2 separate regions of the Mus musculus genome follow, and region 1 is linked to region 2. Evidence: chromatin contacts called from public HiChIP or PLAC-seq data. All regions are on one chromosome and are shown on one strand. The core of a region is the stretch at or near the end of the contact, and the rest is flanking DNA. Distances in the headings are between cores, read along the strand shown. Region 1 has its middle 57 kb from the start of n-TGccc3. Region 2 has its middle 85 kb from the start of Gm52717.

What was found. HiChIP or PLAC-seq counts read pairs in DNA pulled down with a chosen protein or histone mark.
Region 1: an H3K4me3 HiChIP or PLAC-seq map of forebrain shows a contact between it and region 2, with 4 times the contacts expected there. The contact joins two enhancer-like sites. A contact is called at or near these places in 2 of 484 Hi-C or Micro-C datasets (CD4 T cells and cortical neurons) and 4 of 115 datasets of contacts at active chromatin or transcription factors (CD8 T cells, embryonic stem cells, forebrain and 1 more).

The regions. Positions count from the first base shown.
Region 1 is chr4:32,283,938-32,290,609 of GRCm38.p6, reverse strand. It overlaps a transcript of Bach2 not described here. Among named protein-coding and RNA genes, the nearest start is that of n-TGccc3, 57 kb to the right of the region's middle. Within about 2 kb of position 2,294, at least 83 of the 459 cell types and tissues checked have an H3K27ac peak or open chromatin away from gene starts, as enhancers often do. A contact at or near this core is called in forebrain, where this site is marked.
Region 2 is chr4:32,072,491-32,079,716 of GRCm38.p6, reverse strand. No RefSeq gene overlaps it. Among named protein-coding and RNA genes, the nearest start is that of Gm52717, 85 kb to the left of the region's middle. Within about 2 kb of position 4,971, at least 107 of the 459 cell types and tissues checked have an H3K27ac peak or open chromatin away from gene starts, as enhancers often do. A contact at or near this core is called in forebrain, where this site is marked.

The DNA of each region.
Region 1 (6,672 bases), core at 1,045-3,544, 210 kb before region 2:
AGCACGGACATAGAGGGCCTATTCCTGGCCAGCTAGGCTAAGCAAATCACCAAGTTCTGATCGCTGAGTGGAAAAGGCTGTCTGTGTCTTGAAGGGACTGGGGCTAAATGTTAAAGCTGGAGACTATGTGGCCAGGAGCCTAGGCAAAGCTATTCTCCCTTACCCAGGAACATCAGGGAGAGTGTTTTTAAGGCCTGGGAGGAGTTTAAAGTACAAAAAAGTGTTTCAAAGTTAAATATTCATTTCCTACTACATGCTGCTAGGACCAAATGTATCTAACAGGCTCAGAGACATCCTGGTTCTCTGACTTCTCTGTAAGCCACACAAAATTCCCCAGCTGTTGGGCCCAGGATAGTTTATTTCCTTAGACTCCCTCTATTTCCTGCCACTTTAGATACCTCACAGAATGGTTCCTTCTGGTTTTAACCAGATAAGTGCTGAGAGCTCGCTGTGACACCACTACTCTCGGTGAGCATGTTTTGTATTGCAAGAGCATCTAGCCATATCTATTGGGCTTGTAGCATGACAGAGCTTGAGAGAACAGAAATGTCTCCCAGAACAACCCCTCCAAACCACCGAATTACACCACAGTCCCTTCTTGCCAACTTTTCTGAATGAACCTGTTAGGAAATATCAAGATCTACCGTGTGTTCTGGCCACAAACCCTCTGACAAGGAAGAAGGCTATAGAGAAGGTTAAGTCCAGAGCAGAGCGCCATTGAGACAGAGACTGAAGGCTCTGAAAAAGGTGTGTGTTAGGGGCGTGGGGGTGTGGGGGTGTGTGGAATGATCACAGAATAAAGTGGAACACCCAACAAGGTCTTGCAGGGACAGCCAATGAGTCTGAATTTAAAAAGCAATTGGTCATGCATTAATACTTAATGGGCCTCATTACTGTTTAGACTAAATCAAAGCAATAGATATCTTCCTTAGTCAAATTTATTTATGCTAAGCACAAAATAATATTCCTTATAAATCTATGGAATTTTCATAAGTCTTAAATTCTTCCCAGGGAAATGTAGCTCCCTCTGTCAATTATCCATCTATCCACCCATCACAGGAACAAAAATTCAAGGAACTCCTTAAAGCATGCAAAGAAAAATTATGAAAAGACACACACCAGCCAGATACATTTCAGGAGTGGTTGCCATAGAAACTCGTCAGTAGGTTTCATTTTTAGAGTTGTGCCTTTTGATAAAATAGTAAGTTTCTTGGAGTATTACACACACACACACACACACACAAATAGCACAACTGCTGATGCCCAACTAAAATGCTTTACAACTACTTATTTAAACGAGTTCTCCTTTTAGGATGCCAATTATCTGTAAAGAAAACAATCCACCCTAATGAGCTGGCTGCCAAGGCTCACTCTTCCTCACTCCTAGGTATTTCATATTGAGTAGAAGCTGAAGTGCGGCTGGTGTAGGCATGAAGAGGTCAGGTACTTGTCAGGAACCTAAGAAAATAAGACCTGGTGTCGAGAGGCTCCTGACAGCTTTCAGCCACTGGTGCTAACATCTTCCAGGCTATCTGGACAACTGCTTGCTTGTTCAAAGGCTTTATTAGTTAGGTCTCCCTTTTCTATGACAAGGTGGCTCTCCATCACCTGTGAGAAATGATACTATGTTTCATCTTGGGGGAAGATACTGTAACACTGCCACTGTACAGAGCTCAGCCACTATCTCCTTTTCATTTGTATTAAACAACTGCTTGCTGTGGGTCTGAGTTCAGAAAGCACATACTGCACTTCCCGTTCTGAAAATTAAGGAAATTACACATTCTAACATAGAATCAGAACAGTAGTCACTAATTCAGACACTACTTTTCAAGTACAGGCAGCAGGTTAGTTATCACAATGCATTTTTTTTTCCTGATCAAAAGGCATCTGTGTTTGTAGATGAGGGCCAAAATAATCTTTGGATTACAATCAATAGACAATCATCGCATCTGACGTGTGCCAGGAGGGGCCTAACAATTGCTTAACCTGGCCTGTAAAGTATCTTTGAGTCATAAGCCTGGCAATCTCTGAAATGGGGGCTGCTGGGTTCCGTTTTCTATCAGCTGGGAACACCCTGGCTTCAGACCAAGAAGCCAGTCCTCTCTAAACAATAAAATCAGCAACCATCCTGACTTCCTAGACACACGAAGTAAATCACATTAGCAGCTGAGGAGAGGCGATGAACTTTCTGTTTGAAGGGCAACTAGCCAAGAAAACAAGGAAGGATCAACTGAAAATGTCACGGCAGAGCCTGAGCCAGGTGCTGGCTCTAGAATGACTGACAGGTCCCTGTGAAGAATCCAGGGAGCAGAGCTACCACTCTGAAGCAATACCGAGCTCCCTTTTCCCCTTAAAATGATACAAGTTTGTGTACACATATTTTAACAATTTCTGGCAAAGTGCACGTGTGTATCTATGGTTAGATATGACTAAGAAATTTTATCTGTATGACTAAGAGATGATGGTTATCTCTGGAAGGATCAAAGGTCGTGTTTGTTTTGATATTTTCCCTAGGCTCAGCACTGGCATTCATGATCTCTTACAGAAAGGAAGATAAGCGCACACACACACACACACACACACACACAGAGTTTTTTTTTTTTTTAAAAGGTCAACTATGGGATAAGAATTAGTCAAACAGTGGCACTAGGAAAACAATCAAAGCAGTCCCTGAGTGTCTGTGGGGACTCGTGAATGTCCAGTTCCAAGAAGGCTCAAACGCCTTATATAAAATGGCCCGACATCTGCATGTAACCCACAAATCCACCTGTGAACTTTAAATGCGCTGCAGAGTCCTCACAAGGCTAACATAATGTAAAAGCCACGTAAACAGCCATGCCATCCTGCCTAGGGAATGACAAGGAAAGCAGGGTCTGTGTATGCTCAGCACAGATCAGTTTTTCCCAAACATCTTCAAGTTCATTGTCTATATCAGGGGATGTGCAGCCCATCAGATACAAGCGGATGTGGCAGATCAAACCTCTATTTCATTCCTGGTGGGCAAAACAGTGACACAAACAGTACAGAAAAGGGAAAAAAAGAAAAAGAAACAGAGGAAGTATTTCCAAAATGCAACAGGAAATCTGAAAATAAGTATGAATGAATATTTTATACTGAGTTAAATATTTTTAAATTAATCTTATAGGTCACAAGTGTACATTAATTTTAAAAGTTCCTTATGTACTAATTATGGCTTAGGTCCAAATATAGTTTAATATAAGATATGTTGAAGTCAATCAAAGGATATTGTTTGGAGAATTCATTTCGCCTCACAAAAGAACCTGCAGTGGGTTGTAAAGCAATTCTACCCACAATGCCCTATGTTCCTCGTCTTAAAGAGGTAAACAAGTTGCACGAAGTTTTTTGAATTTTTAATTTTTAATTAACTTTATTACAAAAACTTGCAAATAAATATCACAGACCAAAAGGGACCAGAGCCAAGCTCTTTACATTCCCATGAACTTGGATACACTTAGGAAAGCATTCCGAAGCGGGAGAGCTTCGCGTTACATTTTACACTTTCACTAGGGACTAATTTCAATGCGAATTTTTAAAATATTTATGTGATAATTAACTTTTCAAGTGTTAAGAATACTTTGGTTGGCTTAGGACTAAATCCATACTGAATTAATATTTCTCTAACTACCTTGATATTTGATTGATTATATTAAGAAGAGAACACACAGACATTTGTTCCTTCTTTAGCCTCTCTATAATGTAGGAGATGCTTACAAGGCTCTTAAGCTAAAGAAGAGAAACCATAACTTCAAATATCCCAAAGTTTCATTACAGAGTGAGCAAGCACTGACTCCCGAAGACATGGTCTACGTTAGCCCCTCAGCAGGCAGACGCCCTCTTTGAGAAGTAGTCGGAATGATCGATCATCCACCACACTAGCTTTGCCTTGCAAGGTCTGTGCCCTTCTCTCCTGAATCACAGATATCTGCAGCCTAAAAGATGGAAGCCAAATGTCAGGACTGCCTTCTGCCAAACATACTTGAGAAGCCAGATGGCTAACCACTAAAATAATATACTATTTCCAAAGCCAAGAGTGTAATACATTTGAATCTTATCACTTCTCCATATAGAACTCCGTTTGGAACATTGAGACTTAACTAGATGAGCACACACTTCCCATATAATGTATATACGATAGGATAGTGTGTATACGATAACAATGAGATTACAACAGTGTATCATTTCAGCTACTGTTCTGTTGGGTTGGTGGCATTTAACACAGAAAAAAATGACCCAATCACTTCAGTAGCAACTTCTCCAAATAGCTGCATTTCCAATCGCCTCACTCAGGCAGGTGGGGGCAGTTTGGGAAAGGCAACCACAAACATTTATGCTAGCTTTGCTGTTAACAAGCAGGCTGGAGCCAGACTGTACCATAGCAATCTCCTCCTTCCCAAAGGATTTCATTTCCTCTCTATCAAAGAGAACCTCAAGATACATGAGATACAAGATACACAAAAAAATAAAATACTTAGCAAAGTGGCTACTAGTCCCAATGCCTGCTAGTGAAAGCAAATTAGGGTCTAGGCCTGGAGGTCAAGAGTGTGTGGTAGAGGTGGGATATGGCCAGGGAGAAGGGAGCCTACCAGGCATGTAGCAAGCAGTTCTAACTCACCACTCAAAATGTCTACCACAGGGAATTGCTAAACCTGGTGTTTGTTATTAGCTAATGATGAAATAAAATGTAGGTCAGGCAGAAAAATGTTAAACCGGAAACAAACATTCAGATGTTGCATGATGGAAGCTACCTTGGGTTTTTACTTTTTGGGGGGATGCTTTTTTATTATATATATATATATATATATATATATATATATATATATATATATATATATATATATATATATCACACATAAAATCTTACTTCTGTTTACTTTTAGTTTTTTTTTCCCCAAGTAGTTAGCCTTAATGTAAGTCTAGTTTTAGGCTTATATAAAAAAAATTGTTGGAAAGTTCCCTGTCTTCTGGCTCTCACATTTAAATAACACCTTGTGTGAGTATGATATATTTGTTATCATTAATGAGCTAGCATGCTCTTATTAACTATATTCTACAGGTAACATTGGGGTCTGTTTGCTGTGTTACATAGGTCTATATATTGCAAAGCTACAACGTGTGATTATATCACTACAGTATCATACTGAATTGCTTCATGGCCCTAGCCCTGTAGTCTACCCATGCTGAACTGGGTAAGAAGTGCTCAAACTGTCTTCCATACGGTCTGTGCCAACGACTTCTTCTTTTTAGTCCTTAATAATTCACAGAGGGACTGGGATGTAGCTCAGGACTGGCCTGTTTGCCTATTATGTGCCAAGCCCTTGGTGATTTCAAAGTACCATGAGCACCGCACAGTAAAAATGTATCAATTGGATCTAAACAAATAACCAGGAAACAGTTCCAGTAGGTTATCTGTGATCTGACTTTCAAAGTCTGAGTAGACATGTAATCTGCCTGAAACATTTAAGAGTCTTATGATCTTGTTGAACTGGGCATGAGGATTATCTATAAAATTCCCGAAAGTTCGGGCTGGAGAGGCAGGTCAGCAGCTAAGCGTGCTCACTGTTCTTGCAGTGTAGGGCCAGGGAGCCATGCGGGTGGGGGAGCAGGCCTGGAGCAAAAGTGGGATCCCAGAAACCTCATGCTGGTATGAGCAGGAATAGGATTGCTCCCTTGCTTCCCCTGCGCACTCGAGTAGCCCTGTGCCCTACCTTTGCCCCACCAGAGGAGATCTCTTAGCTGGTAGGTAACCAGGTTGAACCTCCTTTCCCCTTAATAAGGTTGTGTCCAACAGCAGGAATTCCTCTTCATGCAAATGAGGCATCCCCAGCACTCAGGCCTGAACCAATGATGTACACTCACCCCATATTCCCTACTCACCCCCCAAAGGTTTAAGTAGCTTTTGTTCCTCCCCGCTCCCCAGTAAAATGAGCTGTCTCACTGAAGATGTCTCCTGAGAATCTGTTCTCACTGCAGCCAGTGGTCTCTTAGTTCCCAGCCTGGCCACCTTGAACCCACAGGTTGTGAACTCAGGGGATTACACCTACTGGCAAGGAAGTAGAGCCTGAACAGCATTGCAGAAGATTAAGTTCTCAGCACCAATGTGGTGGTGGCTCACAATTGCCTGTATCTCAGGACTCACGGGATCCACTGCAGGTGCATACACTGACATGGTACATGTAAGTTCACTTAGGCACACATACATACCCATAAATGAACAAAGTCTTTAAAATGTCTTTTAGTTATTAAATTCTACTCAATTCTCTTTTTAAATTTTTATTACATTTATTTATTCTCTCTCTCTCTCTTTCTTTCTATCTGTGTGTGTATGTGCACGTGCGCGTGCTCTCTCACGGGTGTTCACATGATTGACAAAGCACATGTGTGGAGCTCAGAGAACAACTTACAATAGTTGCCTCTTTTCTTCCACAGTGTGGATGCTGGAATGGAACACAGATAATCAGGCTTGTGGTGGGTGCCTTAACCCACAGGCCAGTTATAGTTAGTCCTTAGATATCTAATTATGGTCTCTGTAATGTCAACAATTCCACTTGACTTTTAAACAATTTTCTGGTATGAGTCAATGAAACCTCCCCAAACTGGGAGAAAGTCAACAGTCAACCACGGCAGCAGTGAAAGTGCCTGGATGCTTGTGCT
Region 2 (7,226 bases), core at 3,722-6,221:
ACATTACCACATGGTGAGGGGCACACACATTAGAGCTGCATTTTAGAAGTTCAAGTGTTAGCTAGCTGCCCTGCTGTCATGAGCGCTCCCGTGCATCCTCTTGTGTGTGTGCTGAGATTAGCTGGTGGGTTTTTTACTATCACATCAAGTTTCTGTCACGATTGTCTGAGTGAAGAGAAAAAAGCAGCCCCCACAGAAGAGCTGATGTCTGAGGTCCCCACAACAAACTGAATGATGTTAATCCAGGCCACATGCTGTGCAAAATCAAATAGCAGAAGCTACAGATAAATAAGTAAGCAGTGAGCTACAGATGCATTTTGTGTTTTCTGGGGCCGGGTAGACAACATGCTCAGGTTCAATGGCAGTGTTGCATTAGAGTCATACAAGGCCAAACTGCCCGTAATGACTTTGTATCCTTCCAGCGTGTGTTTTTAGAGTAGCCAGTTACCTAGCAGACAGGCTTTGCTGAGCATGGATCTCTGGTGAGGATGGCTTCGAGTGGTCCATGAGGCTCACAGGGGCTATGGCGGCTTGTGTGATGTGTTGACCTCACTGGAGATTAGGAAGTCAGAGACCCCAAGGCTGGAGCTCTGGAGGTTGTGATATCTGTGTGTACCCGAATGGTCGAGAACTCAGTGTGAAGCAAACCTCTCACCTCTCATAAGCTACCACGTGAATACCATGCACATTACGTACTCTCGTGGGGACACGAACACACACACACACGTGTGCTCCTGAGACAGGAGGCAAAGTGACTCCATTTTTTGCTTCTCTGTGAGAAGAGCATTTCTGAAACTTTCCACAGAGCTCTCCCCCTCAGATGGATGACGATTTTAGCAGTAAACTAAAAACACATCTTAGGTAGTAACCCGAATGCAGGCAGCCTGGCCTAGCACAGCGGCTCAGTATGCAGGAAGAACCTGAGACGTATCTCCGTTTGTTAGTATCTCCTGACGCCGTAGCTACAGCAGTTAATTTCTTTCATGGCTACAGTACATCTGTGTCAACCCCTTACACGGTTCAAGGCAGATGAAAGGGACAAATCGTGGTTTAGCTACATCATCACCAGCAAAGAGCCCTGTGCACATCTCTCTGCCTTACACAACCCACTGGTGCCACTGAGGTTGGTAAATGACTCAAGCGAACAGGAAGGGAACAGAGAGCTAGCCAGCCAACACTGATGACTATATTATGTTGATATCTATGCCTAACCTATGAATTTGCTTCTCTGGCACTTAGCAGAGTATTTAAATACACCCCTCCAAATCATTCTTGTTTTCTTATTCCTTTTACTGACACATTTTTGTTAAGTGACAACAGAAACTATGAATACCGTAACTGGCCTCTTATTCTAAACCAAGCAGCATTGTGTTAGGTGACTTTTCTCCAAAACAGTTACACTAATCCTCCAGTAAAGTGAAAAATCACTGTCCCTAAAGAAGCTAAAGCTTGGGGCACTTGTAGGCTATGTACTAAGAAGTGTAAGAGGTCCGAGTCAAACTCAAGCTATATAGCTCTAGAGCCTGTCTGTTCCCAGGGCCAGAGCCAGCATCCACCTATAAAATAGTCTTAACGGGCTAGGATAATGATTCAGAGGGGACAGCGCTTCCTGTCCAAGCGTAAGGCCCAGAGTTCAGGTACCCAGCACCCAGGTAAAAGATGGGTAACTGTGGTGGTCACTTGTGTTTCTAATAGTTGGAAGCGGGCCAGAGACAAGATACATCCTAAAGCAAGCTTCGTAGAGAGACAAGAAACAGGTCCACTGACAAACCCTGTTTCAATAGGCAAGAAAGCAATCAAGGAAGACACCTGATATTACCATGTGCGGCCACACACATTGGAACACAACTACCTACCCATACTCCTGTCACACACACATGCAAAAAAAAAAATGGCCTTGGGAGAGCAAGTGGATATTGTTTTCATAACGTTTCTATACGTTCTTTTTGTATGACAGATTCCTTACAACCCTTTGAAATCATTCAGAAGAGGGAAAAAATGTCATTTGGTGCCAGCACCATCTCCCCGGTGATGTCGGGACTGGAGTCAGGGCGCCCCTGGCTCTTGCCCCTGCCCTGGCTGCACTGGGCTCCCTGCATTGCCTGCTGCACGTTTATTTCAGGATGGATGCACTGCTTACAGCCTCCCTTTTGCTACTGTCCTCCTGGGAGCTCAGAAAGGTCTCTGGGAAGTACAAGGCACATGGTTTAAAGAGAAAGGGCTGCGATTCTTTTGCCTCTTTATTGGAATAGATTTTACAATGGCAAAATTCAGCCAGGAGGAAGCCCAAACCTGGCAAAGTGTTCTTTATAAATATTGGGGGCTGAGGCTGCCAAGTCTGATTCCTTGAGTTTCATCCTCAGAATCCACGCAGAAGGACAGCAGCCACTCACTCATGTCCTCTGACCTCCACACATGTGAATATACACATGCACAGTATAAATAGATGTAATAAAAAAAATCAGATTCTTCTAAAAAAATGGAAACACATTAAAATGTTACTAGGTCAGTTAGAAACACTGGAGAGTTTCGTTTCACGTCTAGGCAGTCTTGGAGCGGAGAGAAAACTTTGCTCAATAAGCATAAATTATGTTTTTTTTCCAAGATGATGGAGTGTGTACCATGTGACCTTGCTGCAGCTTTTTGGTCCACCATGGGCAGGTACGTGGGCCTACCATAAGCGTGTTGAAGTCAGGTCCTTGGGATATGTGTCGAGAAAGACCCTCTGGCAGCTCCTTAGGTGAAACACCTGTATCTGTGAGTCTTCCCACCTGCCACCCCTGACCCCCACCTCCAGCTCCAGAAAACCCACAGGCGCATGTTTCTACTGTGTTTACAAAGCCAAGATCCTCTATCTTTACAGACCAGCCTCTCGTGGCCTTGGGATTCTCCAAGATGCTTTTGAGGTCCCTGCTGTGTGGTCCTTACACTCAGAGGCGAGCGTGGGCGAGGCCGTCTCTGAAGGATCTATTGCAAACCATGAAAGAGAAATGCAGGTAATTATAGCACAATCTGCAGGCTAGTCGGCGGCGCTGGGTTTCTCTTGAGACTCAAAGGCAAATCAGGAAACATTTCCCTGGTTTTCCCTCCTGCAGACACTTGGGGTTGCTTGTGATTACTCATTAGTTGCTTGCAAGAGAAAGCTGATGATCAAACGTGACCAAGGGACTCAGCCTTCCCTGTCTGCTGAGAAGTACCCTATAGCGTCTGGTTCCTTTATATTGGCACAGACAGACTGGGACGGACTTTCTGAGAGCCTATTTGTTTATTCACCAGGCTTAGATGTCTTTGACAGTCCCCATCAAAGGACTCCAGAGAGCCCCAAAGGCATACAGATTCTTCTCCTAGCCATGACCAGTGACTATGACCTTGCCTTTGCTCCCTCCCTCTCTGCCTGATACCGTCAGCATGATCCCTACCCATCATGGCTTCTGTTTCCACCAGCCGCAGAACTGGCCCAGTGGGTAGGAGGCAAATTCCTTCTCAGGTTGTCAGGTTCCATGACCTGAGCCATTCTGCTGGCCTAATCTCATTTCTATTTCTGTTTCTTTCAAAGAAAAATAGTTCCATTGCTGTCTTCTCTCATGTGCACTAGCAGCAGGAATTAGCAGCATGCCTTCCTACAAACCTGGCCTGATGTGTGTGTGTGTGTGTGTGTGTGTGTGTGTGTGTGTGTGTGTGTGTGTGTGTGTGTGTGTGTAGGGGTCCTAGTGGCCAAAGCACTCCTGGAGGCAGAGATCTTCTCAGCCTCTTCCATGGGACTGGCCTGGGTCTTCCCAGTCCACCTGGCAGGGCTGGGCTCGGAGCAGTTGCGCTAATTTTCTCTATCCCGATCCTGTCCTAGTAGCAAGTGACTGGCTCCAGGGGAGAAGAGCCGAATCCATCAGACTTCTCTTTATGTGGGTCTAGAAGTGGGGTTCTGAGCTGAGTTGATGCCTGGGTGTATTCCCAGATTTCTTTCCACTAGGTCAACACTTGCCTCTGTTTACCCTATCCGCGGGTTACCAATCTCCCCTGCTCCTGCTCCACTTTTCTCACTCCAAAACCCTGGTGCTTACTGGTGATGTTTATAGGGCCTCTCTTCTCCTCACGCCAGCTCTTGGAAAAGTTCCATTGTGAAATACTACAGGGAACTATGCCTCCGATCTAAAGAGAACGTTGCGCCCCGCATCCGTGGGCAAGCAGCTGCAGGTGGGAAATATTTGGAAAACTAAAGAGATGTGAATTCCTGGAACACAGGGCAAGCTTTTTCAGGTCAGTGTTCCCTAAACAATATGGGACGTTGTTTAAGGCATTGCCTGTGACCTGGAGTTGACTAAATTAGACAGGTGGTTTGCACAGGTTCCCTGTAAACATAAGAAAACGATGCGCGCATCCACACATCTTGATATTTAGGAGAAGGGCCTCCCAGAATCAATTCTCCCCAAGTACCGGAGGATGACTGTTCTGTCAAGGGCAGAGTGCTCCTGTGAACAACGAGACGAGAAAATGGTAAATCTATGCTTCACATGCACAGATAATGCTTCAGTCCCTCCGTGTGCAGAAGAATCGCCAGCTTTGCATTGTGCCAGCCCCCTCCCCTCTTCTCCTGATTTCCCCTGTGACCCATAATGTCCGCGGGGAAAGGAGATGAACAGTGAGCGTGGCTGGTGGCTGCGCACCCTCCCTTGGTGAAGCCCGCCTCAAAGGCATCTCTCCTTGGTGGTGTCCCCATAGTCGCCTTTGCCTAAAAATGCTATGTTCGGCTTGAATATTGTTTTAAAAATAATTTGCTCTTGAAAGACACTGGCCTTTTTAGAAAGCAGCTTCTGGCACGGCGGCGCTGATGGCCCAAGCTGTTTTGTGATCTAAGCTCTTTGAGAGCACTGCTGCATCTGTAGCTGGGAAAGCCAGCAGTAAAAGGACGGTTGCTAAGGGAACAATTGAATTGCTGACACAGAGACATAAGATGTGACTGAAAACTCTTTTCTTCTCCTGCCACGTGGAAAAGAAAGCAGATGAGTCAGAGGGAAGAATGGACCGTCCTTTCTGACTGCTAAGAGAGAGCTAAGGAAAAAATAATCCCAGCCCCAAGAGGAATAGTCCCGTGGTGATTAAATCAGGGACTGGAGCTCAGGGTTAAGAGCACTTACTGCTTTGGCGGAGCAGGAGACTCCATTCCCAGAACCCCCACGGTGACTCACAACCACCCATAGCTCCAGTTCCAGGGGTCACAATGCCCTTTTCTGACCTCCATGGACCCTGGACATGCATATGGAACAAATACATACACACAGGCAAAACATTCATAGACATGAAATAAAAATAAATACGTCTTTTTTTTTTTTTAACTGAGAGAATCTGAAGCAGCTGAGAGGCTGAGGTTAAGTTGAGTGTGACAGCCAACTGTGAGATGGCTGACCACAGGTCTCTTAGTAGCGTCAAACACAGAGGGCATTCCACGATAACAAGTCTTCCTTGAGCACCACCCTCGACACTTTGAAATATTTCTCAATTTATTGAATCACTCATTTAAATACCATTGCCATTTTTGAGAGAGTCTATTGGTTTTTAAGCACCCTTTTTAAAGGTATAATTTATATACCTTAATATTCACTACAACTATATATTTTAGTCTGTTTGGGACTGACTTTATGGAGCCCCTTCATAATATATATTTATAGAATAAATACACCTCATCAGAAAATCCCCTTTGTCCATTCAGTCATTTCTTCCAGCCCTAGGCAAAGACTAATCTGCTTTGGAACTTGCTCATTAACTTTTCATAGATAGACCCTCAACTGAAAGACACCACAGAACCTGTGGTCTTTTGTGTCTGCCTTACTTTCCCTTGTATCGTGTTGGAGATCCATCCATATTGTATCATGCCTCAGCTCATTTCTTTAAAACTGAATAATATTCCGTTGTACCAACATATAGCACTACACATTCATCAGAAGAGGGCTTTTTTTTTTTCTGGTTTAAAAGAATTATGAGAAATGCTCCCATGATCATCATTACAAAAATCTCTGTATACTGAAGTTTTTCTCTCCTTTGGGGTACGCACCTAGAGTTATAGTTTCTGAAACGTGGGTATGTATGTTTCCCTTTTCAGCAGGCCAACAGAGGACTCAGCAGGTAAGGCACTTGCCGCCCAGCCTGATAGCCTGAGTTCGGTGTCCAGACCTCACGTGGTGGAAATGGTCTAATCATGTCGGATGGTCCCTGGTCTCATACTTATGCTAAGCACGTGTTTATAAACACACACACACACACATAGTAAATAAATGTAATAAAAACATTTTTAAAAATATTTATTTTAAGTATATGAGTGCACTGTAGCTGTCTTCAGGCACACCAGAAGAGGGCATCAGCTCCCATTATAGATGGTTGTGAGCCACCATGTGGTTGCTGGGAATTGAACTCAGGACCTCCAGAAGAGCACTCAGTGCTCTTAACTGCTGAGACATCTTTCCAGCCCAAAGTTTAACATTTTTAAAAGTTTTACTTACAAGCAGTAAGAGGCCTCTAGTTTCTCCCCATCCTCCATGAAGATCTGATTTTTTTTTGCAACTCCTCTTTTCATGTATTTATATTTTTAAATATTTTTTGACAAATCCATACACAAATACAATAGTGTCTTATTCATATCTGCTCTCCTATTTCCCCCTGAGACTTGCCTTGGACTCCCCAATATTATACCTCCTGTCTTCATGTTCTCTTTTCTCTGGTCCCCAGTACCCATCCATTGCCTGTAGCATCTTAGTTAGGGCTGGCGTCCCACAAGCCCCTCCTTACCCATGCTGGTATTATTGATTGACTTGATCATCTGCAACTAACCACAGCTTCTCTGAAGGCAGGAGGGCTCTACCATGTCCAGAAGACAGCTCTTCACAGTGCTTCTCCTCATCTGCTAGGATTGTATTCTTGTCACCTTCTCTTCTACTGCATCCCCTGCACCTTGCTGGAACCAATACAAGGCTGAACACTCAACACTTATTCTCAGCACATTGACTGCTACCCACAGTGGAAAGAAATGTCCCTGACTAAGGTTGAGAGTAGCATTAATCCTAAGTATTTAGAAGGCAGCTTAACAACATGTCCTGATAGGAAAACATCAGTATAAGATTCCCCTAGAAAGGCAGTCCTCCCCAGCCTTGAGTATTGACCAGGTTTACAGTACCAGTTCCCTCCTGTGGAGCAGGTCTCAAATCCAGTCATAAAGTGGTTGTTTACCACCATAACAT